Regions from separate parts of the Mus musculus genome. Here region 2 is linked to region 1. A link is a contact called in public promoter capture Hi-C data. All regions are on one chromosome and are shown on one strand. The core of a region is the stretch at or near the end of the contact, and the rest is flanking DNA. Distances in the headings are between cores, read along the strand shown.

Region 1 (3,975 bases), core at 1,020-3,519:
TTTCCTTCCGAGCTTCCGATTTGTTCTGTGCAGTCAGTACGGATGATCTCAGTAGCCCGGGCGACTGCATTTTACCACCAGCTTGCCCCTGTATTTGGCCTCATTGCTTCAGTGGTTAGACTCTCAAGCTTCATCAATAAGTGCTGCCCTTCCCAGTCTCTCTATTACAGGATCCCAATTGTTAACCACTAAGCCTTTGGCTCACCTAAGATAGTCTCTTTCCTTATTAAAACTTCAACACATTTGGGTATGGTCACCTGTAATTCCAGCACTAAGGAGCCTGAGGGCAGGAGGATAGCAACTTTTATGCCAGTTAGAGCTACATAGTAGGACCTTGATTTAACAACAAAAGACTTAATGTCTTATTGCCTAAAATAGTTTTTTAAAAATCATTATTTTTATGTTGAAATTTAAGAAAAATCTTAAAATACAAGTGATGCCAAAAGCCTTGAGAATCGGCAGAAAAATATTTTAGTTAATGGGAAGGTTTAAAGAGGAAAGATCTGGTGCAATTATTTTGTCAGAAATCTTTTCTTGCTTATTTTCTGTTGACATTGGTTTAATTGAGGTTCTGTGCCTACATACCATTTAACCGTATTCCCATTCCCACAAAAAATTTTTTTTCAATTATTTGACTAACTACCTCTTTTCTCATACCATTAACTTGCACCTGACTTTTTAAAAACTGTTTTACATAGGATTGGTTGCAGATTTAAGGGTATTACATTACTCCTCTCTAAGGGCTTATTTCTGCCACCATGTTCTATCTCCCACAGACTTCAGAGTCTTCAGAGAGTCACCACAGACAGGCCCAAGCCTCAAAACTAGCTGTGATGGACTTCCCAGATTTAAACTGTAACAAAAACATTATGACATAGCCATATGAAGAAATGCTGCATAGCCATAAAAAAAAAAAAAGTTGACATTTACTTGAGAGTATGTGCTAGGCGGTGGGTGGCACACATTTTTGATCACAGGACTTGGGAAGCAGACGCAGATAGATCTCTGTGAGTTTGAGGCCAGCCTGGTCTACAGAGTGAGTTAGAGGACAGCCAAAGCTATACAAAGAGAAACCCTGTCTCAAAAACAAACAAACAAACAAACAAACAAAGAAACAAAAAACAACCAATCAAAACACACATACATACACAGAGAGAGAGAGAAAGAGAGGGAGAGGGAGAGAGAGGGAGAGGGACAGAGGGATAGAGGGAGAGAGGGAGTGAGGAGAGAGAGAGAGAATGTGTGTGGTGCTTCATGCCTTTAATCTCAGCAGTCAGGAAATAGAGGCTAGTGGATCTCTGAGTTTGAAGCCAGCCTGATCTACATATTGAGTTCCAGGACAGCCAGAGCTACACAGTGAAACCCTGTCTCAGGGAAGGGAATGGTGGCACATTTTTACATGCTTGTAATTTTCACACTTGGAAGGCTGTGAGTTCAAGGCCAGCCTAGGCTACATAGCCAGTATCAAGAGACTCAAGCAATCTGGAGGGATAGCTCAGTGGGTCTCCTTGCAGAACTAACAAGGGTGGAAGAAGAGATCTGACTCCACTGCTGTTCTCTGACCTCTCTGTGCCCTCCACAGCAGGCATATGCATACATAACAACAATAAATAAATAAATAAATAAATAAATAAATAAATAAAGGTTCAGCAATTAAGAACAACCTGCTGCTCTTTCAGAGGGCTGGAGTTCAGTTCCCAGCATCTGTATCTGGCAGCTTACAACTGCCTGCTACTCCAATTTCCAGGAACCTGGTATCCTCTTCTGATCTCTGTAGGTAAGTACTCACACACACAAATCCACAGACACACAGTTTTAAAAACTAAAAAAAAAAAAAAAATTATCTATATAGATATAATTTTGAAAAGTTGGTAGGCATTCTCCTATGAAATGAGCCAATTCAAGCCAAATTAAAGTATAAAGACGGGTTCACTGGGGGCAGCAAGTTCACCGACCACGCAAGAGGGTATCAGTGGAGTCAACATGCAGGAGAAGAGAAAGAGAGAAAGCACACAAGGTGGGGGGGCGGGGAGGGGGGGAGGCAGGCAGAGGGGAGGGAATGCAGTCCCTGGGCTGGGAAGTTCAGGGTAGAGGGTGGGTGGGTACATCAGCCAGCTGTGTCCTGTAACAGGTGGGGACTAAGGGATGCTGGGAGAACCTGGAGGCCAGGTCCGATTTGGTATGTTAAATATGCACCGTGGTTGCCTGTCCCTGTCTGAAACCCAACATTAGTCACTTGCTGTCACCTTGACCTTTTATCTGAGCAAATCCGTGTAGGACTTGAAAGGTTCATGTTGCCTCACACTTTCAGAGCTTTCTCTCTGAAGAGCTGGCTCCATCTCTGTTTGGCCAGTGACAAGGCAGAAACATTATCACAGAAAGGCATGGTGGAGGAAAACTCTCACCTCATGGCAGCCAAAAAGCAGAGAGACAGGAAACCAGCAGGGACAACATATACCCATCGGGGGCTGGAGAAAGCTCAGCGGCTAAGAGTTTTTGTAGAGCCTGGGCTCATCCCCTAGCACCCACACAGAAGCTTACAACCGTTCTTAACCGCAGTTCCAGGGCACCCTCTTCTGATTTCTGAGGACACCAGGAACAAGTGTCATTACAAGTCTACATGCAAGCAAAACATTCTAATACATAAAATAAATGTAAAGAACAACAAATCTCCTATACATCCATCTGCTAGGCCCTACGACCTACTAACCCATTCAGTCTGAAGTGAACTATGGGCTAACCCCACCGATGGAGTTAGTGCTTTCAATGGGATCAGCAGCTGTGGACCGAGCTTCCAACATACGGGCCTTGGGGACACGTCACATCAGGACCAAGTACTAGATTAGTACTGACCATAACCTTCGTAGTTCTTCCACTGAGGGAGAGGGAGCACCAAGATGGCAGGGCAGGCCCAGCTGTGGTGGCGCACGCCTCTAATCCCAGCACTCTGGAGGCAGAGGCAGGCAGATCTGTTAGTTCAAGCATGGTCTACAGAGTGAGTTCCAGGACAGCCAGGGCTACATGCCTAGAACCCTCAAGATGGAAGGGGAGAGCTGGGGAGAGGTCCACTGTCCTCTGACCTCCAATGGCACGAAATTGCTCACGCCCCTAACAAAATAAAGCAGTCCTGCTGGGCAGTGAGACACGGATGAGTTATTTTCTTCCTTTTCTATATTTTTCCAATATTTCTACTGTGTACATATATGGATTTAAATCATGAGCATTTTTCTTTTAAATTACTGTGAGAGGGCTGGTAGGGTACCTTAAGGGGTACAGGCACTGAGTGCCAAGCCTGATAGCCCAAGTTCAATCCCTGGGACTCCTGTGGTAAAAAGAGAGACCTGATTCCCACAGGCCCCTGTTCACTTTCTCCAGCACCTCCCACCCCCAAATAAACAGACATGTTAATTAAAAAGAAAACTAAATTTGTATGAGAACTGAGAGTGGTAAAGATATACCAGGAAGACCAGCAGGAGGCTGAGGCAGGCAGAGGAAAACCAACCAACCAACAAATAAAATCTAACCTCCTCCACCCACGCTGCCCCCCCCCCAAAAAAAACCCTGAAAAATTAAAGGCCCACTTAGCTAATCAGTATTCAAAGTATGTCTTCAATGTTGCACATTAAAAAAAAAAATGTTTAATCAACTCATCCAGAGAGTATCTGTTTAAAGTAATTGACTTAAAAATAATCTCAGAAGAAAGGTTATTAATTAGGTGAACATATAACCAGATTATACTGTATTAGAAGATAAATCCCTTTTTAGGATAAATAATAATAGACTTTTTTTTTTAATGAACAAGCACAATGCCAGAAAGCTAGTACATGAAAATTCAGGGGTCGGAGAGATGGCTCAGTGGTTAAGAGTGCTTGATGTTCTTCCAGAATCCATGTGAAGCATTGCACAGCCTGTTCCTTCAGATGGAGGCGTCTTGAAGCCCTCTATGTCACCAAAGGCACGCTCCCCACCATACAC
Region 2 (3,975 bases), core at 393-2,892, 93 kb after region 1:
CTCGTCCCTGCCTCTCCAGAGCTGGGAACGCAAGCTTGGGCTTGTGTTTCTGGAGATTAAACTCAAATCTCTCACAGTTAGGAGGCACTTTTTGGACTGAGCCATCTCCTTATCCTACTAGAATCATCTGGATTGTTCTCTCAACTCTGAGGCCTGTGTGTAGGGTTTTTCTTTTATACCATTCTTGATCTTAGAAAACCTGTGGACTAGTGAGACAACCAGTTGTTGTAGTGAGTGGTCAGGCAGGTGTACAAGAGGCAAGAGAAGCAGCCAGGGGAGAGATTTCTTCTCCTGCCTCAGGGGCCAGTGGGGGTTAGCCCTGACCTCTTTAGGGTTAGCATGGTAGACATTTCAAATTGTTTTCAAAAACAAGATGAGGGCTGGAGAGATGACTTAGTGGTTAAGAATATGTATTATTCTTCCCAAGGACCTGAGTTTGATTCCCAGCACTTACCTTGGGTAGTTCACAGCCATCTGTAACTCCTGCTCCTAGGAAAACTGACTCCTCTGGCCTCTGTGGGCACGCTTACATGCATACACCTACCCACACACACAATTTTAAAAATAATAAAAAATCCTAAAAAGACGAATATAAAAATCTGAATACACACACACACACACACACACACACACACACACACACGCACACGCACACGCACACACACACACCATCATCATCGCAATTACTTCTAGTTTTGGACTTAGCATGGTAAATGAAGAGCTTATTTAAATATTTTTCACAAGAATTTCTCACTGTTTTTCCTATCTCCCAAATTGCTACTTTTTTTTTTTTTTTTTTTTTTTTAAAGACTATCAATTTCTTGGCGGTGGTGGCACCAGCTTTTAGTCCTAGCACTTGAGAGGCAGAGGCAGGCGAAGTTTGAGGTCAGCTTGGTCTACAGAGTGAGTTCCAAGGCAGCCAGGGCTGAGCTGCACTGAGGAACCCTGCCTTGAAAAACCAAAAGACTATAAATTTCTCTCTGGTAAGTAGTTTTCAAGGTGACCATGCAGGGACAAGGGTCTTAATAGCTTCGGATGGGGTTGAAGGCCTGTGGTGGAAGTGCTGTGAGCTAGCAGGAAGAGGAGACAGCCAAGGCCAAGCGTGGGGGTGGGGGAGAGTGGGCGAGCGTGTGTGTGTGTGTGTGTGTGTGTGTGTGTGTGTGTGTGCCTAGGAGGGACCTGGTGCAAGCAGGAGACCCCGCCCACATCTGGAGGCCCCAGGCAGGATCCTCTTGGCACTTGGTGTAAAAGGCAGAGGCCCCACTGCTATTTTTTCGGTGAGCGAGCCTGGTGAGGGAGGCTCCCCCGTGCGCCACCTGCAGGCAGGAAGTCCGCAGGACCTAGAGAGGAGACCTACGGGCTTTACGTGAGATATGGGGAGGTCTCTGACATCTCAGGCTCCCTTTCCCTGTCGGTAAAATGACAGCCCCGTTTCATGTTAATCCAAAATGGATTTGTTTGTCAACTGTAAAGTATATTTCACACCATCATGCATTTATTCCACATCATGTGGCATGTTCTGAAGTTGTATAAAACCAGGAAGAAGCCAGGCAGGTCACAAAAATGCAGAACAAAGGGAGGTTCAGACTGAAATCAAATAAGGATGTGGAGAGCTTGTGCCTGTTGTTCTCTCCGGGGCCCCACAGCCTGAGGTTACATGACAGCTGGGCTGTAGTGGTGCCTGCCTTTAGATCCTATCACCTGGGTGGCTCTGGTCTCAAAAACAAAACAAAACAACAACAAACCAACCAACCAACCAAACAAACAAAAAGGAAAAGAAGACCATAGGTTTATGTTAGTTCATGTCGGTGTGACAGTACTTATCTTTTTTTCTCTTCCTCCCTTTATCCTCATCTCCCTTCCTCCAACCCCCCTTCCCTCCCGCCTCCCCTCCCATACTTATCCATTCTGTGACGATCATGATGCTAGCACATTGTGAAGGCTTACCAAACAAACCTTAATAACTGTTCCAACACACATCTGTTAATTTTATGCTTAATCAATTCACTTCACTTAATTCCAACTCAGTTAAATTAAATTTGGTTCAAAAAACAATTTTTGAGCGTTTGTCAGGTGCCAGGGGTCCAAGGACAGCCAAGAAACTGACTTGTCCCGTTAGTGCTTCACTGTGCTGTCATTCCCGCATCTGGCCACTTGGTGGCAGTGTGTCACAGAAAATGCTTATTTGTGGGGCTGGTTGTGTGGCGCCTCCCCCAGGCCTAAGGCTCCGAGATTGTTGCTCCTTGCTTGGATTTGTTTAATACACACTTCCAAATTGAACAGACAGCTGGTATTATAGCCATGCGTGTGCCGTGTATGTGCTTAATTATACTGTGGAATTAAATTCAAAAGGGTGAGAATGTGGTTACATGTGTATGCTTCCAAAGTCTGTGTGGAGTTCACAGCTTTTGCCTGGGGCTCAGTCAGTGACAGGGACGCCACAGAGAAAGCCGAGGGAAGCCTCAAACCCAGCGGCAGGTGGTTATCAGCAGGCAATAGTGAGAATTTGCTTCCCCAGGCCACCTGAGGTTCCCTTTCCCACCGCCTGCTGCCTTGGTTCAGCTGCCCAGCCTCGATTCATTTCCTCTGCTTCAAGACGGCTGGGCCATTAGGGAGCCCAGAATCATGACCTTCGTCTTCACACCTCCCAGGATCTCTGACTTTTCTCTGTCTGCTGAAGTCACCCTGAAAACCTGTACTTGCAATGCAGGGCATGTTCCTCCGGAAAGTCATTCATTTGCTAGTTTCAGCGTTAATGACATCTAGGGATGTTTTTCATAGTGAAATCTCAGGTTCAGGAAAGGCCAATGGGAAAAATCACAATAGCAGAAAGATCTCAAGGTTCTTCCCCACAGCATCGTCAGCAGTCCGGGATGGGGCGGGGGTATTTGTCGGTGCAGGACAGACCCTTGTTGGGCACTCATTGCTTTCCACCAGGCTCTTTCCTTCCCAAGGAACGTCAAAGGGGAATCACTTACAAATTTCTCATTCTCGTTGAGTTGAATTTGCTTCCTGTAGGTTTCAACGGTTGTTCCTTATTCTTTCTTCTAGAGACATACAGGCAGCACCATAGGTCTTGTTAAATTATTGTACAACCTGAGCCTATCTGTCTGAGGAGGGCCAGAGACTCTGCGTCTCTAACAGGCTCCCAGAGAATATTCATGCCCCTACTGGGTCAGGAGCTACACTGTGAAGGTCCTGGAAGAAAATTCTTTGAGGTTTGAAATGGTTCCTGGCCGGGAATTCTGGCATTAGCCGCTAGCTCTGTGACTGTGGAGAACTTATTCACATTCCAGTGTGTGAAATAGAGATTCACATGTTTGGAGAATTCAGTGAAATTGTGACATGTCAGCTCAGAATGCCTTCCAGAGCCTCCCTACGCCGGCTTAAACCACTGCGGCTGACTTTTCTTGCTTAAGAGGAAATCTTGAGGTGAGGGGCTGCTGGCATTGCTTAGCTGCTCCATGATGCAATCAAAGATCCAAGGTACATAGATGCACACATACATATATGTATATATGCATATATATACATACATATACATATTTGTATACACATACACACATTTATTTGTATATACACATATACATACACATATAAATATTTGTACATACATATACACATACATATATTTGTATATACATATATACATAAATATACACATATTTGTATATACATATGCACACATATACATACATAAACACATAATGTTTGTATATACATACATAATACACACATATGTATTGTGTCCCTCATTCCTAGTGTGCTGATTTTTATTCTCAGGCTGTGACCAACCACATAATCAAAGTGACTTTCACAGATCCAAGTAACGGAAGTATTTGTAATGATCAGCTTGGAATTCTTCTTTGTGTCTCTCTGTTTCCTCCTCCTCTTCCTCCTGCTCCTCCTCCTCCTCTTCCTCTCCACCTCCTCCTCTTCCTCCTCCTCCTTCTTTTTGGTACAGTGCTGAAAACT

What was found. Capture Hi-C pulls out chosen DNA fragments and counts their contacts.
Region 2: a contact with region 1 is called in a promoter capture Hi-C map of liver. The contact joins two enhancer-like sites. A contact is called at or near these places in 4 of 39 promoter capture datasets (the 3T3-L1 cell line, 3T3-L1-derived adipocytes, neutrophils and 1 more), 10 of 484 Hi-C or Micro-C datasets (the Ba/F3 cell line, CD4 T cells, the G1E-ER4 cell line and 7 more), 4 of 115 datasets of contacts at active chromatin or transcription factors (cardiomyocytes, embryonic limb bud, embryonic stem cells and 1 more) and 3 of 9 other capture datasets (adipose tissue, liver and pancreatic islet).

The regions. Positions count from the first base shown.
Region 1 is chr10:91,175,187-91,179,161 of GRCm38.p6, forward strand. It overlaps a transcript of Tmpo not described here. Among named protein-coding and RNA genes, the nearest start is that of n-TWcca2, 4.3 kb to the right of the region's middle. Within about 2 kb of position 2,270, at least 21 of the 459 cell types and tissues checked have an H3K27ac peak or open chromatin away from gene starts, as enhancers often do. A contact at or near this core is called in liver and memory CD8 T cells, where this site is marked.
Region 2 is chr10:91,269,194-91,273,168 of GRCm38.p6, forward strand. No RefSeq gene overlaps it. Among named protein-coding and RNA genes, the nearest start is that of 4930534H03Rik, 51 kb to the left of the region's middle. Within about 2 kb of position 1,643, at least 110 of the 459 cell types and tissues checked have an H3K27ac peak or open chromatin away from gene starts, as enhancers often do. A contact at or near this core is called in liver and memory CD8 T cells, where this site is marked.